Regions from separate parts of the Capra hircus genome. Here region 1 is linked to region 2. Evidence: chromatin contacts called from public Hi-C data. All regions are on one chromosome and are shown on one strand. The core of a region is the stretch at or near the end of the contact, and the rest is flanking DNA. Distances in the headings are between cores, read along the strand shown.

The links. A called contact is a pair of places that touch in the nucleus more often than the background predicts.
Region 1: a Hi-C map of blood shows a contact between it and region 2, with 3 times the contacts expected there. The contact joins the enhancer-like site here to the promoter of GFAP in region 2. A contact is called at or near these places in 2 of 5 Hi-C or Micro-C datasets (both in blood).

What each region holds. Positions count from the first base shown.
Region 1 is chr19:44,348,323-44,355,207 of ARS1.2, reverse strand. It overlaps DCAKD (dephospho-CoA kinase domain-containing protein), which reads left to right. Exons shown (of 5, transcript XM_018065258.1): 5 at 430-1,712. The coding sequence ends at 721. Among named protein-coding and RNA genes, the nearest start is that of DCAKD, 21 kb to the left of the region's middle. Within about 2 kb of position 5,612, at least 1 of the 5 cell types and tissues checked has an H3K27ac peak or open chromatin away from gene starts, as enhancers often do.
Region 2 is chr19:44,256,555-44,263,932 of ARS1.2, reverse strand. GFAP (glial fibrillary acidic protein) reads left to right here and starts at 5,047. Exons shown (of 9, transcript XM_018065254.1): 1 at 5,047-5,553; 2 at 6,518-6,578; 3 at 6,777-6,872. The coding sequence starts at 5,105.

The DNA.
Region 1 (6,885 bases), core at 4,363-6,862, 91 kb before region 2:
TGGGAAGACAAGGAGAGGGCTCTTTATGGAAGGCCAGGAAGCTGATTTTTATGCCGCAGGCCCTGGTCCCCAGGGGAACTGCAGGAAGCATTTAGCTTGCAGACCCAGGCCTTTCAGTAAAGGTCACCCATTGAGGGATGCAGGATGTCGCTGATTCCAGGTGACCAAATCCTCCCACTTTAAAATCAAGGAATCTCGGGCCTGGTAGCCAAGCAGAGACCCCAGATGGCAGAAAACAGCTGCTGCCCCTCTTTCCCCTCCCCAGTTATACTAAGGGGCTTAGGTAGCCCACAGCGGTGCTAGGGTGCTCATGAAGAGTGGGGTGAGGTGGGGGGAAGCCCAAGCTTCCAGGGCTGCCCACCCCTGTAACAAGGGACGAGGAAGTCCAGAGCCTGCAGTGCCTAAGCAGCCCTTCTGCCTGGTCCTTAGTGACCGAGACACACAGCTGACCCGGCTTATGCGGCGGAACAACCTGAGCCGTGAGGACGCAGAGGCCCGGATTAAGGCCCAGCTGCCCCTGAAGGACAAGGTCCGCATGGCCCGCCACGTTCTAGACAACTCGGGCGAGTGGAGCGTCACCAAACGCCAGGTGGTCCTGCTGCACGCGGAGCTGGAGCACTCCCTGGAGTACCTGCCACTGCGGCTCGGGGTCCTCACGGGGCTGGCCGGCATCGTCAGTCTGCTTTACCTGCTCACCCACTACCTCCTGCCTTCCCCCTAGCTGGACCGTCCAAGGCAGGAGCTGCTGGGTCTCCATCTCCTCAGAGGTTGGAACCAGGGAACCAATGCATCGGGTTTCCTCCCAACCCCTCAACACACGCACTCTGGATCTGGGCTGGAGCCCTGCCCTGGGCCGGCCTTTCCTCTGGGCACACACTGCATCCTGTCCAAGGCAGGGAAACAGCCCTCTGTCAGCAGATGCTCCTTTCCACCTCCCCCAGAGCCTCTCCCTCTGGAACCCCCCACAGAACAGAGTCCATGAGAGGGTGTGACAGTAACAGTGAGACACTGTTGTTAATTTCTTGTGCGGGGGGGGGGGGTGAGGAGCACTCTCAAGGGCTGTCACCAGTGTTTAAAGCTGGGAGGGTCCCTGGGCCTGAACCATCTCCAAGCACTTGCCCCATCATGGCCAAAATGTCCTCTTAGTGGACATCGGGGAATCAGTTTGGACTAAAGGCTGCCCCCATCAAGCAGGATTCCCCGGTAGACTGAAGCCCTCAGCCAGGATACAGTAAGGATTCGCTTATGGGCGATGCTATATCCAGACAGAGGCCAGGCCTCTTCTGAGATGACCCACCGCCCCCCGTGGTATTTCCCCAGCACTCCCTGCAGCCCGCTCCCTGCCCCCTACCACTCTGCCTCCCTGAGCTCTTGGTGGTCCACATGCACCTGGATGTTTCTTGCCTCTGTGCCTTTGCCTTGCTGCTCCCCAAGCTAAAATAACCCTGCCCCCACCCCCACCCCCCACCTGGTTACCCTCCAGCTCAGGCACCAGCTGAAGCTCAGGGCGGGGTTAGGTGCTCTGGGTCACCACCCTGCCACCACTACCATGTTTTACCTGAATCCACAGTATAATAATCAACCAAAAGCTGGTTGGTCTCTCCTAGACTGTAAGCCCTTTGTGGGCAGGAACTGTCTTATTCATCTCTGTTCCTGGTGCAGAGCCTGAGCTGCCACTGGTGCTGAATAAAGTGTGTTGATCTGAAATGCCCCATGCTGCCACTGTACCCCCAGCATCACTGACCAACTGAGGTGCCCAGACTCCGCTCATACCATGTGGGCTTAAGCGTGGCCCCTTCCCACACCACGACCTGGGCCCCTCACTCCCCTGGCCCTAGAAGGTACAGTCGCCCTCTTGACTTCATCCAGGAGGATTCAGCCAGGTCCTAACGTACCTGTGTGAGAGGAGTGGAGGTGCTAGGGCAGCCTCACATCCACGTACTCCATCTTCCTTCCCCAACCCAATTAGACCAGTGTGGACATCAGCTTCCTCTTGCCAGAGCCAGCAGACCTGCTGATGTGTTGATCCTGCGGCCAGCAGCCTATTAAAGCCAGAAATGAGTGTGACAAATGCGACTGCTGTGGTGGGCATATTCAGCGCCCCCTTTCCCCGAGCTGCGCATCCTTTAGAGACCAGCTCATTAACTCACTGCAAACCCAGGAGGGGCCGAGGCTGGTCAAGGAGGCTGCAGAGTGGGTCCAGGGATGGATGAGAACGCCAGAGGGTGGCTGCTTCTGTGGTTTGAGACCCGGAAAGGGGGGAAAGGAGGGAAGGGTATGGACCCCTCCCAGCACCGTTACCCCAGTCATGGAGAAGATGGCTCCTCATGAAGACCTGTGACTTGCTGACACCACTGCATTGTGACACCCGGAGGTAATAGTGTATTCTGATTCCCCGCCCAGAGGGATGATCTGGTTTGGGTCAGAGCCAAGGTTCAGAAGTCTGCCCGCTGTGTCCCAGGGCCTGCCGGGAGGGAGCAGACCTGGGATTCTTCTGGCCCATTAGGCTCTGTCTCCTACCTGTGTGACCTGTCTTCATGATGTTTATATCAAAGAATCTAATGGAGGACCACGGAAACCCTTTGCAAACAGTAAAGCTCGAGTTGGTTTCTTCCCTGCCCCAGTATACCGAATCGGATGCAAGAATGTCAGAGGATGGCCAGTCAGGAAGGTGTGGAGAAAACGCCATCCCGGCCTCCTCTTCCCAGGCTTGGTGGCCCAAGGCGGCCTTAGAGGAATACTACTTCCTCTCGGGCATCACTGTGTGTCTAGGTCGCTCCGGAGCCCCTTGGATAAAGCAAGAGCATGTCCCCCGCCCCCGCAAGCCCGGGTCCCGCGACCCGGCGGCACCCTCCGCTCCGGCCGGCAGGTGGCAGCACCCGCCCGGGTTGGGGTCGGGCTTCGGCGACCGGCGCAGCCAAGCGATCACTAACTTTCTCCCGGTGGCGTTCCCGTCTTTCCGGGGCCGCGGCCGGCGTCAGATTCCCCGGCAGCGGCGGAGGCGCGGGCGCGCGGCCCGGCCCGGGGCGCTAATTAACAAGCCGTGCGGCTCGCCGAGTCCTCTTTGCTGGAGCTGCGGGACCCGGGCCCCGAGGGGCGGAGGAACGTGTCCCCATTCCACCCCTGTGCCAGGGTGACCGGTCTCCCACCCTCCAGCCGCACGCTCGGACCCTGATGCTCTCCTTTAACCCACTTGCGGCCTCACCACCCCGGCGCGGAGCAGTAAAGACGCCGGCGAGGGCTGCAGGCGTATCGGCCTCCAGGCGCGGGATGAAGGGGACAGGCAGGCCCCTAAAACCATCCCCAGGCCCAGGCCGGCCTCAGGGTGCTTAGCAGAGCCTTATTGTCCAAAGCACCTCGCGCAGCTGTCTCCTGAAATCTCCCAACTCTGAGAAAGCGTGCAGGAGGCAGAGCTAGAATTTGAGGCTCATAATCCCACGCTCTGGACCCCTAGTTCAGTGCCCCTCCGACTACCTGCAGTGCCTCGGTTAATGACGCCTCGGGTCTTTAGATAGTTATCGTCAAGTCTTCTTCAGATGGTCAGTCTCTCTGTCCTTGGAGAGGGTGAAGGGAGGGGCAGGGGAAGGTTTAGGATCCTCCATTAAGGAGCCACCAGGGATAGAAATTGGATGGGAGGGGGACAGCCAGGGCGGCTGTAACAAAGGCACTCCAGATCAAGAGGAACGTGTCCTAGAAACAGGAGAGGGAGCTGGGTGGCAGCGATGACCCGAGGCCACATGAGGTGGACAGGAGAGACCCTAGAGATGGCGGGTGAGAAGGAGGAAAACGCAGGAGGTGCCGAGGCACTGTGGGCCGGCACTCCGACTCTTTCCTGGAAAGGGGAGACTTGGCTGGTAGCTCCTTCATCCCGCTGGCAGAACTGAGGCTGCACCCAGCTGGGGCCCAAAATGCCTCCTCCCTTTGCTCCCCACCATCCCCTCCCCATCACTCAGATTCCAATACAATTTCCAGCTAACCAGCATGTCGATAGAACAAGTCGGGCAGCCGGATTGCTGGCCAATTACAGGAAATCATTCTGCTCCACAGCTCAGCGCCCAGGGAGAGAAAGGGAGGGAGGGAGGGAAGGGATGTGAGGGAGCAGGCACCCAGCTTGCAGGCTGGGAAGGTGCTCTGGCTTTGGGTGGGGCATGCAGTCCCCAGGGAGGGACTGGGGTAGGAGAGCTGGGGTGGATAGGGAGGCTTCTGGGGCTGGGGGGTGTGGGCCAGCAGGGGTTCTTCCTCATCAGAGCTCTCATTCCCCAAGCCACAAAGATGAGCACCAGGAGGAAAGGTGTCTGATTGGAGTAGAAGGGGGCAGAAGGGCAGATATTGATTGAGATCAGTCTCCTCCAGAGTCCGGTGTTTGGGAATGAGGTTGGTACCCAGGCCTCCCTGGCCCAGGAGAACTCTGAAGGATCATCCCAATACCCAGAAGTGGGGCCCACATGGGCAGGACCTGTGCTTTACATCCAGCCATGGACCAAGGGGTCCAGATCCCTCCAAGGGATCCTGGGGGGACAAGGAGAAGGGGTTTAAAGAGGAGGCAGGGAGGAAAGGTGCTGCAGCCTGCAGCTGAGTGTTCCAGCAACAGTCTCACTTGGTGAAGGGATAAGTCTGGAAGCATCCTTCAAGACTCCAGAAGGTGGGACACAGAAACATGGGAGGGGGACAAAGTCTTCCCCACTTACCTTCCCAGCCCCTCTGCCTGGCCTTCAAGAGACTTTCACTCCTCTTAAAGGGCCCCCTCCCCCGCTCTCTCCATCCATCTGAATCTATCCCTACCTCCCTTGATGAGCCAGATGCCTTTGTCCCCCCACCCCACTCCCACCTGCATGCCTCATCGCATCTTTCCCAGAACTGCCTTAACTACCTCCTGGCCTCGCCACCCAGCAGACCCTGAGGTCCCCCTGATTCCCAGCACCAATGATTAGCTCCCTTGAGCGGTGCTGGGGCTCTATCCCAAAGTAGTGAAAGATCCTTGACTTATAGAAATTTCTCCAGGGACCAACTCCACCCAGCGACTGACTACTGTTGCTCAGTTTGTCTTGAACCCCAAAATGAGTTAGGGGTCACCCGGTGATCCCTTCCCCTGCTCCAGGCTGTAGCCACCTCCCGGAAGCCCTCTCCCCGATTCCTCAGCATCTTTCTGCTCCTTCTCCCCATTCTAAACTCTCTCCTTCAAACCCCCATCAAAGGTGGGGCCTGGATTAGATTCATCCCCTCCCGCTCCCCCCCGCCCACCGCATCCCCCCTTGGTCATCCCAAGGGTACACAGCCAGGCAGACACCCCGGAGAGAAGATAGATCTCTGCGCTCCTTGCACCAGGCACGCAGCTGTGCTCAGGTGAAATGCCGCCGAATGAATGCAGGTGACTGGCAAGGCCGGCTTCAAAGTGGTGGGTGCATCGAGAGGGAGGGTCAGGGGCCTGGCCACTCCTACCCCAGGATTCCTGCCGAAGCCACAGGCTTGGACGTCCGGAATGGGGTTGTCGGGGCTGGCCCCTTTGTACAAAGCAGGCGCCCTGGGCTCTGAGAGATTGAGATCAAGCCGCGGCTCGGACCGGGAAGAGTCGCCTTTCGCGGGCCCTCCCTCGGGCGCTGCCTCTCGCGGGCCTAGGGCCCAGTGCTCGGCGATCCGGAAGAGGGCGCCCCTCCCGCCCTCCCTCCCGCCCTCGTCCTCGGTGCCCCCGGCCCGGGCGCGCAGCGCTCCGCTGCCCACAGGCTCCGCGCCATCGATCGGGCCGCGGGGACCCGGGCGCACCGCCCCTCCACCCCTCGCTTTTCGCTTTTAATTGAAGTTTGTTTGAGCAGAGTGCAGAGCGGGCAGAGGCAGAAACCAAATATTTAGTTGCTGCAAATTGGCACCTCCAGATCAATTACCCGGCCCGTGTCAAGGCCTGCGCCGCCCCCCAGCGCCCCGCGGAATCTCAATGTCGGGCTGCCCCCGCCCGCGCCGCCCGCCTCCATCCCGCTGCACGTTTCTCATCAGCTCCAGCCATACATCACCCGTGGCCGCGAGGGGAACAGATTTTCAATGGGAAAAGTTCCCCGGGAGGGTCCTCGTTGCTGATTCCCGCTGCGCCCTGTGCTGTCTGCCCTCCACCCCTCACCCGGCCTGTCAGATTAGATGGGAACAGCCCGGGAGGAAAGAGTGAGATAGAGGGAGGTCCAAGGCAAGGACTTTGGGTCACATGGATTGACCCAACCTTAGTAAGTCCTCTTATCCTCTGAGTGACTCAGGAGATGTTCCTTATGCTCCTTGAACCTCAGTTTCACCACCTGTAATATGGGGCTCAACCTTCACCTTGCGGAGTTGTTGTGGGGGGCTAACACTGCAGAGGGACCTTGCCCGGCTCTGGGCTGGCACATCGTCCCTCTACTTCTTAGCTCTGCTAGGGGATGAACATTCTTCTAGAATGAAATGAGGGACCTTGGGTTTGTAAGCACTTCAACCAAACTACTAGAGAATACCCAAGGGAGAGCAGCCCCCTAGAGTCCCTGGCAGAAGCTGGGCAGGCCGGGGCATGTGGGCACAGGCTCCATCAGGGAAAGCTTTCACCAACAGCCCGGGTGCATCAGGGCGCAATCAGAGGAGGAAGTGGTTCTCTAGCACCAAGGACAGAGAGTTAGCTGGGCCTGAAGGTGGGCCGTGACCTCAGAGGTGGGCCAGGGGAGTGAAACAGGAGGAAAGGGGGCAGGGCACAACTTTTGAAAAACTGACACGGCCCAAGGACACAACATAAACTGATTAGAATTAAGTGGGTCCAAGATGGCAGACAAGCCAAATTCAGCTAGCCCTTGATCCTCAATCAGCAAGCTAAATGACACACCCATAGTCACCATGACTGTTCCAAGGCACCATCAAAAGACCGAAAATTGGGCAGTG
Region 2 (7,378 bases), core at 3,798-6,297:
AGAGTTAGAGCCTGGGAGGTGGGGGGCAGGCTGGAGCAGGCCCTGGCTGGGTGGGGAGATGGGGGCAGAGAAGGGCCCAAACTTATTGACCCCAAAGCAGCAGCCTGCCCCCTGGGTCTGTGAAGGTGAATGAGCTGATGCCTCCGAAAGGCTGAGGGACCGGAGAAGAGAAGGGGAAGGAGACTAGGTGTTCGGAGTTAGCCACAAGAGTTGGATGCTTCTAACCTGCAGGGTGAGGCTGGGCACAGGCTCAGGATGGGAGAAGGAACCATCCCTGGCCCAAGGCAGCCGTCCTCCAACAGAAGGATGTCGCCTGTCCTCAGAAGCTCCCAGCTGACAGTGAACCATGGATCCTCTGATCAGATGGCTCCCACCCAAGGAAAGAGGCGGCTTCTGTCTGTGGTTGCCTGAGTCTGAAGTGGGAGACCAACTCTACCCTTAGATGCATCCCAGTCTGATGACGACATAGACATAGCACTGGGAAGACCCCATCTACTGGGGGCCTTGTCCTTGGGAAGCCTCAGGTTCAAGTGTAGAAGAGATCCATCCCCATGGGAGATGTTGACACACCAAGAGGTTCTCAAGCCAATGGAACTGTGGGTCTCAAGTCCACAAGGTCTGGGAAAGGGCAAAGAAGGAAGGATAGAGCCCACTGGGGGAGTCAGGGAGATGAGAAAGCAGGGTGGGAAACAGCTTCTATTCAGTCTCCACTAGGACAGTGGGACCTAACTCTCACATGTTCCCTGGGAGACCCAAAGCTATAAACAACTAGTGGTCTGGAGTGAAGAGTGCTGACTCCCACCTTCTCTTCACTGGCTGCCACCTCCTCCCACACTGCCCTTTGTGGGGTGCCCCTGCCCACATGCTGTCCCTGCCCCAACCCCAATGGAGTCGACAGGACATGGCAGCTCCCCTGGAAGACCCAGCTCCCAGCCGTCCAGGCCCACCCCATCAGAGATGTGCTAACACAGAAACAGGTAAAGCACTTGGTGCACGCGTGCCAAGTCACTCAGTCGTGTCTGACTCTTTGCAACCCTATGGACTGTAGCCTTCCGGGCTCCTCTGTCCATGGAATTTTCCAGGCAAGACTATGGAATGGGTTGCCATTTCCTCCTCCAAGGGATCTTCCCAACCCAGGGATTGGCAGGTGAGTTCTTTACCAGGAAGCCCCTGGTAGGTGTTATTAAACAGAAGCTAGGATTTGTCAAGCACCTGCTGTGTCTGGCTTTCACTGATAGTTATTCTTACAACTACGTTGGAATAAGTTTGTCTAGACCTCATCATACAGATGTGGAAATGGAGACTCAAAGAAGGCTCCTGAGTCATCCGCAATCATACAGCTATTGAATGGCCTTGCTCTCTCCCCTAGAGGGCGCTGCCATAGCAGTCAGAGGCAATTCTAGTGACCCTCTTTTAGAGGTTTTAGAAAGCCTGATGCACTTTGGGGTTTTAGAAAGCCTGAGACCAGCTTTCTTCCTGCCTCCAAAGGGCTATGGCCACCAGGCCGCTCAGATCTGGGCAGCTCAGCACTGCCATCTAGTGGTCACTCAGTTCCCTTCCTCAAGGATGAGTCCCGGAGTGCATGGACTCTGGCAAGGGGTTGGCCAGAGACCCATGTTCCCTCCATCCCACTTATGCTTGCCAACCCCTATGCTGTGTCAGGCACTGGGAGAGCAGCAGGGAGTCAGTGGGCAGAGTCGAGGGACAAAAGGGCGCCTTGAATTGGAGGCTGGCAAATTTGGAACATGCTGGGCACCTTTTGTGTGGGTGGAGGGTCGATCTGTCCCGGAAGGTACTTGGGCTATAGACAGGAGGTCATCCTGGAAGATTCTGATGTAGAGGATGGGCATAGCAAGTGAAAGGTCATCTTGTTCCCAACGCAGCTTGAATTGTCCCCAGCTCAGCTTGAAATAAGACCTGGTTTGGCTGAAAGCTGTGGGGATGGGTGTCCAGGCATCCTCTTCCCAGAGCCAGCAGCGTTCTGCTGTCCAGTCCAGAAGGCCATCCAGGGACTGGCCTGAGGCTTTGGATAACGAGTCTTCCAAAGATTAGGGAAGCAGGAGAGGAGGTGCCATGGAGAATGGGGCTTCAGCCAGACAGGGAGGAGGCGAGTAGAGGTAGAGGCTGGGAGCTATGTCTACCTGGAGCAAATGTGCATCACAGTGTAATCTAGAACAATGAGAGAGAGAGGACAGAACTGTGCAACAATAGGGCCTGGTTACCACCATGCACGGGCTTCCCTGGTGGCTCAGATAGTAAAGAATCTGCCTGCAATTCAGGAGACAGGCCTGGGTTTGATCCCTGGCTTGGGGAGATCCCCTGGAGAAGGGAATGGCTACCCACTCCAGTATACTTGCCTGGAGAATCCCGTGGACTGAGGAGCCTGGCGGGCTATATAGTCTATAGGGTCACAAAGAGTCAGACACGGCTGAAGCGACTTAGCAGTCACACACATTCATGCACATGGTGGAAAACCATGCAACTGTTAAAATGATGATGGAGATAAATATTTATGGATATGAAAAGATGTTCACAACATATTGTCGAGGGAAAAAAAAGCAAATTACAAAATAATTTGTACAGCATGAGCCTACTTTTAAAAAATGAATTTATACATGTAGAAAAAAAATCTGTTTATATCTCCAGGTGGCAAAGTGATGGCTAATTTTTTTATTCTGCTTATCTGTATTTTCTGATTTTTCTACAATGCATGTACATAAAAAGTAATGAAGTTTTGACAAACGACCATGGCCAAATCTGTCCACCACCTCTTTGCTTCTGTGTGTGAACATCACATAGATAAGGGCTGAGTGTAGGGATGTGTTTGAAGGAGAGATAGGGGTTGAAGATAGAGGGAGAGGATGCAGGCGGGTGACAGGGGCCCAGTGAGGTGACTGAAGCGGGTGAAGAGGGGACCTCACCTGCTGCTGCTGAAACAAGCCTGTGTTTCACAAAAACAGTTTACTGAGCGTTCCTGACAAGCCCTTTCTGCTCTATTACAGCTTGTCCCTCCAGGACTGCTCTGTACTCATTTCAACTAGATTTCACTTGGACAAAGAGAGAAGGATACACTGTGACTTGCCTGGCAAGCTGGAAGAGCAGCCACTCCAAGCCACAGAGAGGAGTTGGACAAGGGCTTGTCCCCAGCCTTGTTCTTCCTCTAAGGTCACTCCCCACCCCCATCCTTCCTCAGCTCCCCAAACCACAACAGGATCAAGTCACTGGGTGCCCCCTTCTCATGGTTCCCCTCCCCGTGATACTGCTCAGGCCCAGCAGCAGACTCCGCTAAACAATTAGGAAGTCCCTGGTGGTCCAGTGGTTAAGACTGCGCTTCCAAGGCAGGGAATGCTGGTTCGATCCCTGGTTGGGGAACTGAGATGGCAGATGCTACGAGGCATAGCACCCCTCCAAAAAAAAATTAGGAGTGGTGCTCATCTCCTCTCTTTGCCTGAGACTAACAGGGAAATCTCGTCAAGCAGCCTGTAAAACATGCCCAAATGAAGAGCACCTCCCCTGGTGTGGAAGAAGGGGTATTGCTGGGACAGGGGCTCAGGGGCTGAGCTGGCTCTGAGAGCAACGGAGGGGACTAGCAGTCAGGCCTTGTCTGCAGTGCTGGAGCCCTGGCACTGCTGGGCCACCCCCCAGGGCCTTTCCTGGTGCCCACTGAATGACTCACCTTGGCACAGACACAATGGTCAGGGTGGGCACAGAGCCCGCTCCCCGCAGCACCCCAGCTCCCCTCAAATGCTTTCCGAGAAGCTCTTTGAGCAAGGGGCTTGGGCTGCGCCCCACCCAACGGGCTGGCATCTTGGGATGAAAACAGCACAGCCCCCCGCAGGGGCTGCCCTCGCTGAGCGACGCCCTCACCAGTGGTGGAGAACAAGGCTTCATTCAGCAAGCGCCCGGGAAAAGGGATCGGAGCCCCAGGCATGGGCAGTGGGCAGCAAGAGGGGGTGGTGCAGGAGAGGAAGGCTGCCTGCTTCCCAGAAGTCCAGGGGCACAGATGGCTGAGGGCCTGGGTGGACCACCAGGCAGCCAGATAGAAGGGGTGGATGGATCTGAAATCTCAAGGGCCCACAGGGCACTGGACCCGGGTTCCCAGTTCAGAACCACTGGCTCCTCAGTACCCAAACCCACTCATCCCCAGAAACCTTTCCCAGCCTTTCAGCCTGGGAACTTGTGTGGGAACTTGAAGGAGATAAATCTCCACTGTGAGAGTGAGGTGAGAGGGGGCCAGGGAAATGGGATGTTACAGGGACAAAGATGGGAGTTGGGACAGCCAGCTCATTCATAAGTGCTTTGTGGAGCTGTCAAGGCCTGGGCTCTGGGAGGGGTTGCAGGGAAGCTCGGGTGAACCCAGTGAGGCTGAGCCCGGAGCTTCAGGGTGGCCCCAGGAGTGGGGGGGGGGGGGCGCCTGGGAGTGCAGCACCTGCCCCCTCTGGCCCTATCAGGAGCCCCACATTCCTTCCATTATCCCCCCACTGCTAGATAGAGGCCTCGATTGACCCTCCAGACAAAAGGTTGGTTCTAATTCCAGCCCACAGCCCCAAAACTCCAGAGGATGGGGAGACAGCAGGAATGCAGATGCCTGCACTCAGAGGGGAGGATGGCAGGAACATGCTGGGACTGAGGCTGTCAGGAAATCTAACACAGGCTGTTTCTTGAGAGTAGGGAACAGGTTTATTCAAGTTCCCAACATCTATCAGGCACTGGAAGGAGAATGCTGGAGGGCCTGGGTCATGGATCTAAGAGTTAGAAGACGGGTCAGGGGTCATCTGGTCCAGCCCTTCCCTGACCCACCGTCCCAGAGAAAGAGTCTGCTTGCTCAGTGGTCAGAGTTTCAGACACAGCATCGGCCCCAGGAACTGCCCACTAGCAGCTCTGTCTGGAGCCAGACAGAGGCTGGCATGCTCTGGTGGCCCTGCCTCGGGGCACAGTGGCCTCGGTGGGGTGAGAGGCGCTCTCCCTGTGGCTGGGCTGTGGCCCAGCACCACCCCCTCGGGCTATGCCAGGGGGCGTTGCCAGGGGCAGCCTGGGCCGTGCCAGGCTGGTCCCCTCCTCCTTAAAGCCTGCACATCTCAGGAGCGGGCAGAGCGAGGCCAGGATGGAGAGGAGACGGGTCACCTCAGCGGCTCGCCGCTCCTATGTCTCCTCCTCGGAGATTGTGGTGGGGGGACGCCGCCTGGGTCCCGGCACCCGCCTGTCCCTGGCTCGAATGCCGCCTCCACTCCCGGCCCGGGTGGACTTCTCCCTGGCCGGGGCACTCAACTCCGGCTTCAAGGAGACCCGGGCCAGCGAGAGGGCAGAGATGATGGAGCTCAATGACCGCTTCGCCAGCTACATTGAGAAGGTGCGCTTCCTGGAGCAGCAGAACAAGGCGCTGGCTGCCGAGCTCAACCAGCTGCGGGCCAAGGAGCCCACCAAGCTGGCCGACGTCTACCAGGCAGAGCTGCGCGAGCTGCGCCTACGGCTCGATCAACTCACCGCCAACAGCGCCCGGCTCGAGGTGGAGAGGGACAACCTGGCACAGGACCTGGGCACCCTGAGGCAGAAGTGAGGAGGGGAGCCGCAGAGGGGCCTCCTGAACCGGGAGGACTGAGTCCCGGGAAGGGGCGCCTGCAGGTCTCAGGCGGGGCTCTGCCTTCCTGTCCCCGGTTCCCGCCTTTAGGAGGGAGGGCGATCCTTGTTTCCAGATGATGGAGGGCCTGGCGATCCTTGTTTCCAGATGATGGAGGGCCTGGGACGAGGCCCAGAATCTGATTTCCGGGGATCTGATTCCCAAAATCCTTCTTCCAGGGAGCCGCTGTACCGTCAGCACCTTCCTGCTGAGGAAAGCGGACAGTCGGGGACCCTAGCGGGCAGGCTCTCTGTTTTATTCACTGCGGGGCCTTGCGACTGTGCACAGAGAATACACTTATTCTTAGCTCTGTCTAGAGGAGGAACTGGAGGGGAATATGGGGGTGCACCAGGAGGACTGGGCTGGGGTACAGGCCATAGGGAGACAGCAGGTAAGCCTGGCTTCAGAACACAGGTGACTCTGCCTGTCCCCAGCTTACGACCCTAGTCAAGGTGCTTCAGCTAGCACAGCTGTAAAGTGGAGATCTTAATAAACCCATTTCCGAAGGTCAGAGGAAATGCCAGGGGCATGGTCCTTGCCAAGCTGGCAGAGTATGCGTGTGTGACTTCAAGTGCGAGAAGACGTGTGTGGGGTGTGTGTGGGTGGGTGTGTGTGTGTGTGTGTATGGCAGGAGTGAGTATAGGTTGGTGGAAGCGCCTGTGTGAGCAGGAGCAGGTGCAGCAACCCTGATAAGGCACCTTGGTAATGACTTAAAGCGCAGGCTCTTGTCTGCTCACCCTTCTGGCCAAGGCTCTGTCTAGAATCCTTCCGCCCCTCACTCCTCCTTCTGCTCCACTGCTCCTGAGGGTGGGGGAGTATCTCTCTGGCAGAGGGATCAGGGGAGGGGTCCCCATAGTCGTCAGAAGAGCCCAGACCCAGGAGTGTATCTCCCTACCTCAGGCTCCAGGATGAAACCAACCAGAGGCTGGAGGCTGAGAACAACCTGGCTGCCTATCGACAGGTCAGGGTGGTGGGGAAGGATCAGGGAGGGGGAAAATGTTGATGGCAGCCCGCCCAAACACAGTCCCTAAGCCCAACCCTCCAGAGCAACGTGCTCTCCCTGCCCCCCACCAGCCGCAAAAGGAGAGATCAGATTAGACTAGGGAGCAGAGAGGATGAGTCTGGGGTCAGAGTGGCCCTTTGCCCCGCCCTGCTCCAGGAAGCAGATGAAGCCACCCTGGCCCGTCTGGATCTGGAGAGGAAGATTGAGTCTCTGGAGGAGGAAATCCGGTTCTTGAGGAAGATCCATGAGGAGGTAAGATCGGGAAGGAGGGGAAAAAAGGCCAACACAGAGACTGGAACTGAGGGAAAGAGATGGGGAGACAGAGACAGATATTCAGAGAGAGAAAGGGACACACTGACAGAGAAAGAAAACGAGAGAGAGACAGAGAAAGAGAGGCAGAGAAAGACTGAGGGAGGCAGAGCTAGAGACAGATAAGAGAGCACCCCCAGCCCCTAGTAGAATGCACCCAGACACACCCTCCACTTAAAGTGGGCCCGGTTGCCTCATTCTTCTTCACTACAGCCCTGTGAGATAGGGATGGTTCCAGTGTTATCTCCTTTTCACAGAGGAGAACCCTGAAGCCCAGAGAGGCTAAAGAATGTGCTAAGGTCACATAGTTGGTCTCTACGACTTCACTCCCTCTGCCATCTGTTTCCATTGAAATGACAGCCATACATTAAAAAAAAAAAAAAAGACCCCGCTGAGCTCTGACTTCAGATAATAGATTCAGAATCCATGGACTCAGGGAACCCAGGAAC